2 separate regions of the Macaca mulatta genome follow, and region 2 is linked to region 1. A link is a contact called in public Hi-C data. All regions are on one chromosome and are shown on one strand. The core of a region is the stretch at or near the end of the contact, and the rest is flanking DNA. Distances in the headings are between cores, read along the strand shown.

Region 1 (3,386 bases), core at 42-2,541:
CGCCCGCCACCACGCCCGGCTAATGTATTCCGTTTTTAGTAGAGACGGGGTTTCATCGTGTTAGCCAGGATGGTCTGGATCTCCTGACCTCGTGATCCGCCCACCTCGGCCTCCCAAAGTGCTGGGATTACAAGCCTGAGCCTCTGTGCCTGGCCAGAAGTTTTTGCTTTTAATTGCCCAGGGCCACTCCTAAGAAACAACAGTCTCTGAAGGGTAGATAAGGTAGTGGTACCAAGAGAAGCGTTACTCAGCAAGCCTTCAAAAATACAAAAATAGCTTACTGTTTTTGAAAGTTTGCAAGTTTTTCTTATTCAACCCCATCCTATGGAAATATGCCAGTTGGAATAAGCAACTACAGAACCACAAAGGACGGCACTATTAGAAAAACAGATTAAATCTTTATCCTGGCAATGAGTCTAATAAATTAATCATTGTTGTGAATTTAAGAAGGTGTAGCAGGCCGGGCACGGTGAGCCACCGCGCCAGGCCTGATCAAGAGGCTTTCCACTTCCTCAACCTAAGGAGTAAGTCTTTCATGCTGCTTCTAGGAGAAAAAGTACAAGAAAAGCAAGACTTCCTCGTTGCCTTCTCTTTAAAAAGCAATAGCCGATGAACATGTCTTGGAGCGCTCTCGCCTTGATAGAATTAAAGATCTTCAGAATAACCTAGCGTGGTGGTCGAAGCGTCTCGCCTTAGCTCATTAGGATGCCACAGTTTCTCGGCCCACAAGTCGGCTTTTAACCACTTTTCTCCGCAAAAGGCCAGGCCGGTCTTCACGCGTTAACTAAGGCAAGCGTCTGGCCCCGTGTGAGAGACGTCTAAGTTCATGGCATCAGGGAATTCCCATCGCGCGTACCGTAATAGAAGACGGCGAGGTTCCTCACCTAACCCATAATGCTCAGCTCGCCTTTCCGGAAGCAAGTACTATCACCCCGACAATGCCTTTATCCGAGCGGAAGCGTCTCGTCCTGAGTCTGATTGGAAGTGACGAAGCGAGGTATTGTGGGACTTTGTCCGTCGCCCAGTACGCATGTGCCCCAGCCGGCGTCTCCCGACTCTTGGAGCCACGTCCAGACGGTGGCGTCGTCGAGAGATGCACGTCAGCGAAACTGGCCAATCCCCTGAGCGCGCAAGCGCAGTGGCTTGGGCGCACCGGAAGCGCAGGGGGATGGGGAGGCGGTGACGCGATTCTGTCCGCGTTGGAGGGGCCGGGCCGCTGCTGGAGTCGCCGCGGCCGCCGCGTGACGTGGCACAGCCAGATCCTAAAGGCTAGAGCCGGAGCTGCCGCGCCAGTCGCCTAGCAGGTCCTCTACCGGCTTATTCCTGTGCCGGAGCTTCATCAGCACAGCGGCCAGCGAGACGGGCCTGCCTCCCCCTTTCTTCCTCCGCTCTTTCTCTTCCCTCTCTTTTAGTTTGCCTGGGAGCTTGAAAGGAGAAAGCACGGGGTCGCCCCAAACCCCTTCTGCTTCTGCCCATCACAAGTGCCACTACCGCCATGGGCCTCACTATCTCCTCCCTCTTCTCCCGACTATTTGGCAAGAAGCAGATGCGCATTTTGATGGGTGAGTGAAGGGCTGCGAGTCGAGGCGGGACCTGGGAAAGGCAGGATCTCTACAATTCAGGTGGCCTCTGGGCCTGTTTTTCTCTCCGCCCGCCGTGGTGGGGGAGGGGCGCCGGGTCGGGGGTCGGGAGGAATTCTTAAGGGGGAACAATGGAGCGGAGGGTGAGCGATCCCTCCCCAGATCTGTTGCCAGACGAGGCAGCGACAGGGTTTTGGGCAAGGTTTCTTCTTTCTGGACTTGACTTTTTCCCCTTGATCTTATTGAAAGCTGGACAACATTAGGCAGAGATGTGGGGAAAGCCAACTCTGGGAAGCAAACACTTGGCGAGGCCCTTTCTGGGGGTGCGATCTGCATACCTTCTTGCCCGGGTGTGGACAGCCGTCAGGGGGAAGGCAGAGCCACTCTAGCCTTTTCCTTCCCACTCTGCGCTTCGTGTACAGTCCCTGCACAGTCCGTTGGTATGTGAGCCAGCGGCCACCCGGAGCCTGGAGTCGCCCGGGGCAGGAAGTTGCGGTGGCCAGGGAGCACCCAAGGTTTCCTAAGAGTCTGGAGTCCTTCAGCGCCCACTTTGCTAAACTTGGCCTGCGCTGGATTCCCTTTCAAGTTTTTCCCTCCTTGTTAATCTCATTCTCCGAAAACCAAGCTTATCTTCTATTTCTTTGGCTATTTTCAAAAACTTTAAATGTATTTGGTTTGTTCTCCTAGGTTTTCAAACTTATTTAGCCGGCTTAAAGTCTAATGCAAAAAAAAAATTAGAAACGAATTTTTAAAAAATACCTGATAAATTTTCAGTAACTGAACTGAACAGAACATCATGACGCTGAATTTTAAGGTAGCCTTGTTAATAGTAACTACAATTTTTTAAAATTTCTTTTTAGAAAATTGACTTTTAAAAAACTGCTTTTTAGGGGGCGTGTTTTTGCTCAGCTAAGGGAGAAGGGCTGTCAGTTGGCTGATGTAAGCAACCGCTCCCGGTTACTGTGACCAGCCTACATCACAGCTGAGCTCCATGGACTAGAATAACGCTGAAAGAAGCCCCTCTAACTTTGAACGTTGAAACCTGTTGGTTCATTAGCTTGTGTTCTACCAGAGGAGGTTTTATTTTCTTTCTTCCTTTCTTTCCTTTTCTTTGTTTCGACGGAGTTTTGCTTTTGTCACCCAGGCTGGAGTGCAGTGGCGCAATCTCCGCTCACTGCAACCTCCACCTCCCGGGTTCAAGAGATTCTCCTGCCTCAGCCTCCCAAATAGCTGGGATTACAGGCATGCAACACCACGCCCGGCTAATTTTTTGTATTATTAGTAGAGACGGGGGTTTCACCATGTTGGCCAGTCTGGTCTCGAACTCCTGACCTCAGGTGATCCACCCACCCGGGCCTCCCAGGGTACTGGGATTACAGGCGTGAACCACCATGCCGGGCCGGAGGTTTTATTTTGGAACTGTACTACCATCGAAAGCTTTCAAACACAAGCTTCTGTAATATTTCAAGGTATATAAAGAGTAACAGTATATACATTGGCTCGTTTAATTTTCCTCAACTCATCGTATTTACATTTTGTGAAACAATTGTTTATGATTCATAAAGTGTTTTCTTTTTCAAAGTTTCTTAGATTTCCTTTGTCAAGAGAACAGAATTATTTTAGGAGGGCAAGCATATTTAAGTTAAGACTGAAAGTTGGCAGTCTGAAAAAGGATCGGAAGTTAATGGGAGGACTTTGGACTGCGATAAATGAATTTCCAGCCTGTTCTTTAAAGAGATTTAACAATATATGGTTGTGTTCCAGAACACGTAGTATATTGGTCTTTTTACTTAAGATTTATTGTAA
Region 2 (3,361 bases), core at 563-3,062, 160 kb before region 1:
GGCACCCTACGTTCAGCTTGGGGGTAGGGAGGAAGGGTCTGCTCCACAGGTAAATGACGATCTGGTGTTATACAGAAAAGTTAACATATTCTTCAGTTCTCATCCTACACTCCTACACGTAGAATAAAGTATAGATATTATGCAGCACACAGCACTTGGACAATCTTTTCCTCCTTTCTTCAAAAAATAATTTACAAAATAATTCCTTAAATCAGTAGCTGCCGAAGTATCATTTTTTTCTCTTCCTTTTAAGGCTCAGGTTTCTTTCATTTCAAAACATATTCTTGAAGACTTAAGTTCTTCCTTTAAGAAAGATTTAATTATTTAACTCAGAAAGAAGGGGCAAAAAGTCAGGAGGTGAAACCTGAGACAGTCCTATTAGTCTTACATAACTTAAAGTTGGAACTGATTCAGTAGCTCAGCTAAAAACCTGAGGTTTAGGCACAAAGATGAGCTCTTTAGTATACTATCCATAAACATAAATAAACAGTTTTTAAAAATGGAAAGGATCTTAATTTCTTTCATTTCTTAAAAGCACATACGTGTATAGTAACTTACGATACTAACATAAAAATACTAAATTGATTACGCTTAAAATGAAAAGCACTGAATTCATCCCATCACATTTAAGTAATGCTATAATTGACAGAATAGGGTATAATTTCAGAAAATAAGTTTATTTCCTAACACTAACTTTTGAATAGCACCTCTGTAAGAATGCACTAAGTACTTAATAAGTGCTGCAGGGAACATCAAAAAGTGATTTTCAAACGCAGTATGTGTATGTTCTCCAACTTGTAAAAAACACTCTGAAAATATATAAAGTTACAATTGTTCATGCTTAATTAAATTAGCTTTGATTATTGCAAATTATTCCTTCAAGAGCAAGTATGTATCAAACCTTTCAAAAATCTTAGGTTTATACCAGCAATTGTCCTTACTAGAAAGGTCCTGATCTGAACTCACCTAAAGCTATGTGTTAACTACATTTCACTACTAAGACACTTGAGCCCTGGGATAATAATGGCCACAGATTCCCCGAATTGCTCTGACAACTCCTGCTTGCTTAATAAAGCGCTGAACTGTGAATTCACCTTTCCAAGCAGACTGAAAGCAAGACGCCAAGTTTCACTATCTAGTTTGGTATTTCACTGGGAATGACCCCGTTATCAAGATGCCATAGACTTCCTGAGGCTTTTAATTACAATACCTTCTCTGTTTTCCATTCAACCACCTCAATCAAATTTCCACTAGAACCAGGCACCCAAACAGTTGTTTCGTGGCTTTGCGCAAAGCCTCTTCTGGATGCAAACCCTGGGATCCTGCATACATTAGGCCTCTCAGAAAGGGCAAAGCGGGGGAAACAAGTTTGTTAAACAATGCCGCTGGACAACGTGGTGACATTACCTTGCCCGTCTTGTGATCAAACCAGACGAGAGCGTGGTTCCTTGACAGCACTTTGCAATCAAAAGTGGCATTATTCTGCGCTGGTCGACAGCGGGCCACTGAGCGGCCGATTTTGATGGGCTCGTCCAGGTAGACATGACGCTCCTGAAACGGGTGCGAGTTCGGGCGGCAAGTGAAGATGGCCAAGGCTGACGGCATCGAGGATAGACTGGGGGTGTCTCTCCTACCAGGAACAAAGAGGAGTTCCTCTGGATCCGGACTGCCCTTCACAAGCCTATCCCCCTATCCCACCCAAAATTTTAAATTAACACAAACTGCACATTGTCTAAGCATAACCAGTGAACATCAACTCTTCACTTGGGTGGGAAGACAAGCCAGCGCAAGCCCCATCACCTCCTCTAAAACCCAGCAGCGCCCTGATCACAAAAAGTCCCCAACTGGCAGCTTTCAGTCCATCTTCTTCTCTGGGAAGAAAAGGCTCAAACATCGGGCAGCTTCCGCCAAGAAAACTCCTGGAACACAGTTTGGGGACTGGAGGTATCCAAGCAGATGAGTCACACGCCAATTCTTGTGTTTGGTTTGAGATCGCGGCCGCTTTTCCCCCTCGGTGGCGGAAACGTTGCAGCACTGCAGCATGAAGGAAGGGTCGGTTCGGCGCGGCCAGGAAAGTCCTTTTGGGCCGAAGGAAGGTGTGGCCGGGCACCTCTGGGCAGTCACCGCCCGTCCTTGCCCGCAGTGTAGAGGCTCTAGACGGCCGGCGGGACAGTCTGCATCGCCCCTGCTGCGCGGAGGCCGCCCCGGGAAGGGGGACGCGGTCCCCGGCCTGGCACGATCCGAGGCGGCGGTGGCTGAGGTCCTCCGCGCGAGGCGTGGAGGCCGGCAGGGCGCGGGCAGTAGCCGAGTCGGGACTCCCGGGCACCTGGTGAGCGTCCCCGCGACCAGGGCGGGGACCCGGCTCCGCAGGCCGGTGCTGACCGAGCGAGGCGCGACACCGGGAGGCGCGGGTTCCCAGGCGGCAGGAAGTTGGTCCCCGGACGCCTGGGCTCCTGTCCGCCGCTCAGCACATGGGCCGCCTCCCCTCAGGGTCGCCCCCGCGAGGGTCGCATCTCAGGGACGGCAGCCGCAGCTCCCGGCGGACGAGAAGGTGGGGGAGGGAGACTGGCCCGGAGGTTGGGGAGAGGCCTGGAGGCCCCGGGCTGGGTCCGCCGCAGCCTCCACCGATCGCGGCCGATGGGGCAAGCTCAAGCTGCGCCCGACGAGGCAGGAAACTTTCCGACCTGGTGGGGAAAATATCAAAACAAACGGCCGTCAGGCGCCTCAGCCCGCCAGCCTCAGCCCTCGGCTCCTCCAGCCAGACCCCCGCCAGCCCCCACCGCTAGGCACTACCTCCGCCGACCTCTCCGCAAGGAGGCTGCGAAGATTTGGAGCCAGGACGCCACGACGGGTGCTACCTCCTTAGCCGCCACCGCCGCCTCAGCTTACCTTGCCAGCGCCGGCCGCCATAGTGACTCTGACTGAAACCTACCCGGTGCACCGCCACGGGAACGCGCACCCTTCAAGGGCCCTCCTACCCCCTCTCCCGCGCCGTAGTCCAGGAATGTCACGTGAACGAAGCCACGGAAGCCGTGTTGGTAGAGGGCAGAAAAAAGGGCAAGCTAATTTTTAACAGGCCTCCAGGCGCCATCTTAGTTAAGGGCTGGAAGCTTCAAACCTCGGGACAACCTTAACGACCATTTTGGTTAAGGGAAAGAACAATTTGCGCGGTAGAAGGTTTTCTAAACAAACAGTACCACTTTCTTATTTTATCTACTTAGCAAGGAGGTGCCAACTTTTACTAAATTTTATTCTCTTTAATTCTCAATGAAAATACTAGCGAGCAAAAGAATAGACCCAGCCAAAGGGGATGGTCATCAGCAGCCATCTTAGCTGTGGGCAACACAGTCACCCGCAGCTG

The links. A called contact is a pair of places that touch in the nucleus more often than the background predicts.
Region 2: a Hi-C map of liver shows a contact between it and region 1, with 3 times the contacts expected there. The contact joins the promoter of SLMAP here to the promoter of ARF4 in region 1. A contact is called at or near these places in 3 of 14 Hi-C or Micro-C datasets (cortical neurons, fetal cortex germinal zone and liver).

What each region holds. Positions count from the first base shown.
Region 1 is chr2:121,140,213-121,143,598 of T2T-MMU8v2.0, reverse strand. It overlaps ARF4 (ARF GTPase 4), which reads left to right and starts at 1,291. Exons shown (of 6, transcript NM_001195582.1): 1 at 1,291-1,562. The coding sequence starts at 1,496.
Region 2 is chr2:121,295,960-121,299,320 of T2T-MMU8v2.0, reverse strand. It overlaps SLMAP (sarcolemma associated protein), which reads right to left and starts at 1,812. Exons shown (of 21, transcript NM_001261125.1): 1 at 1,408-1,812. The coding sequence starts at 1,605.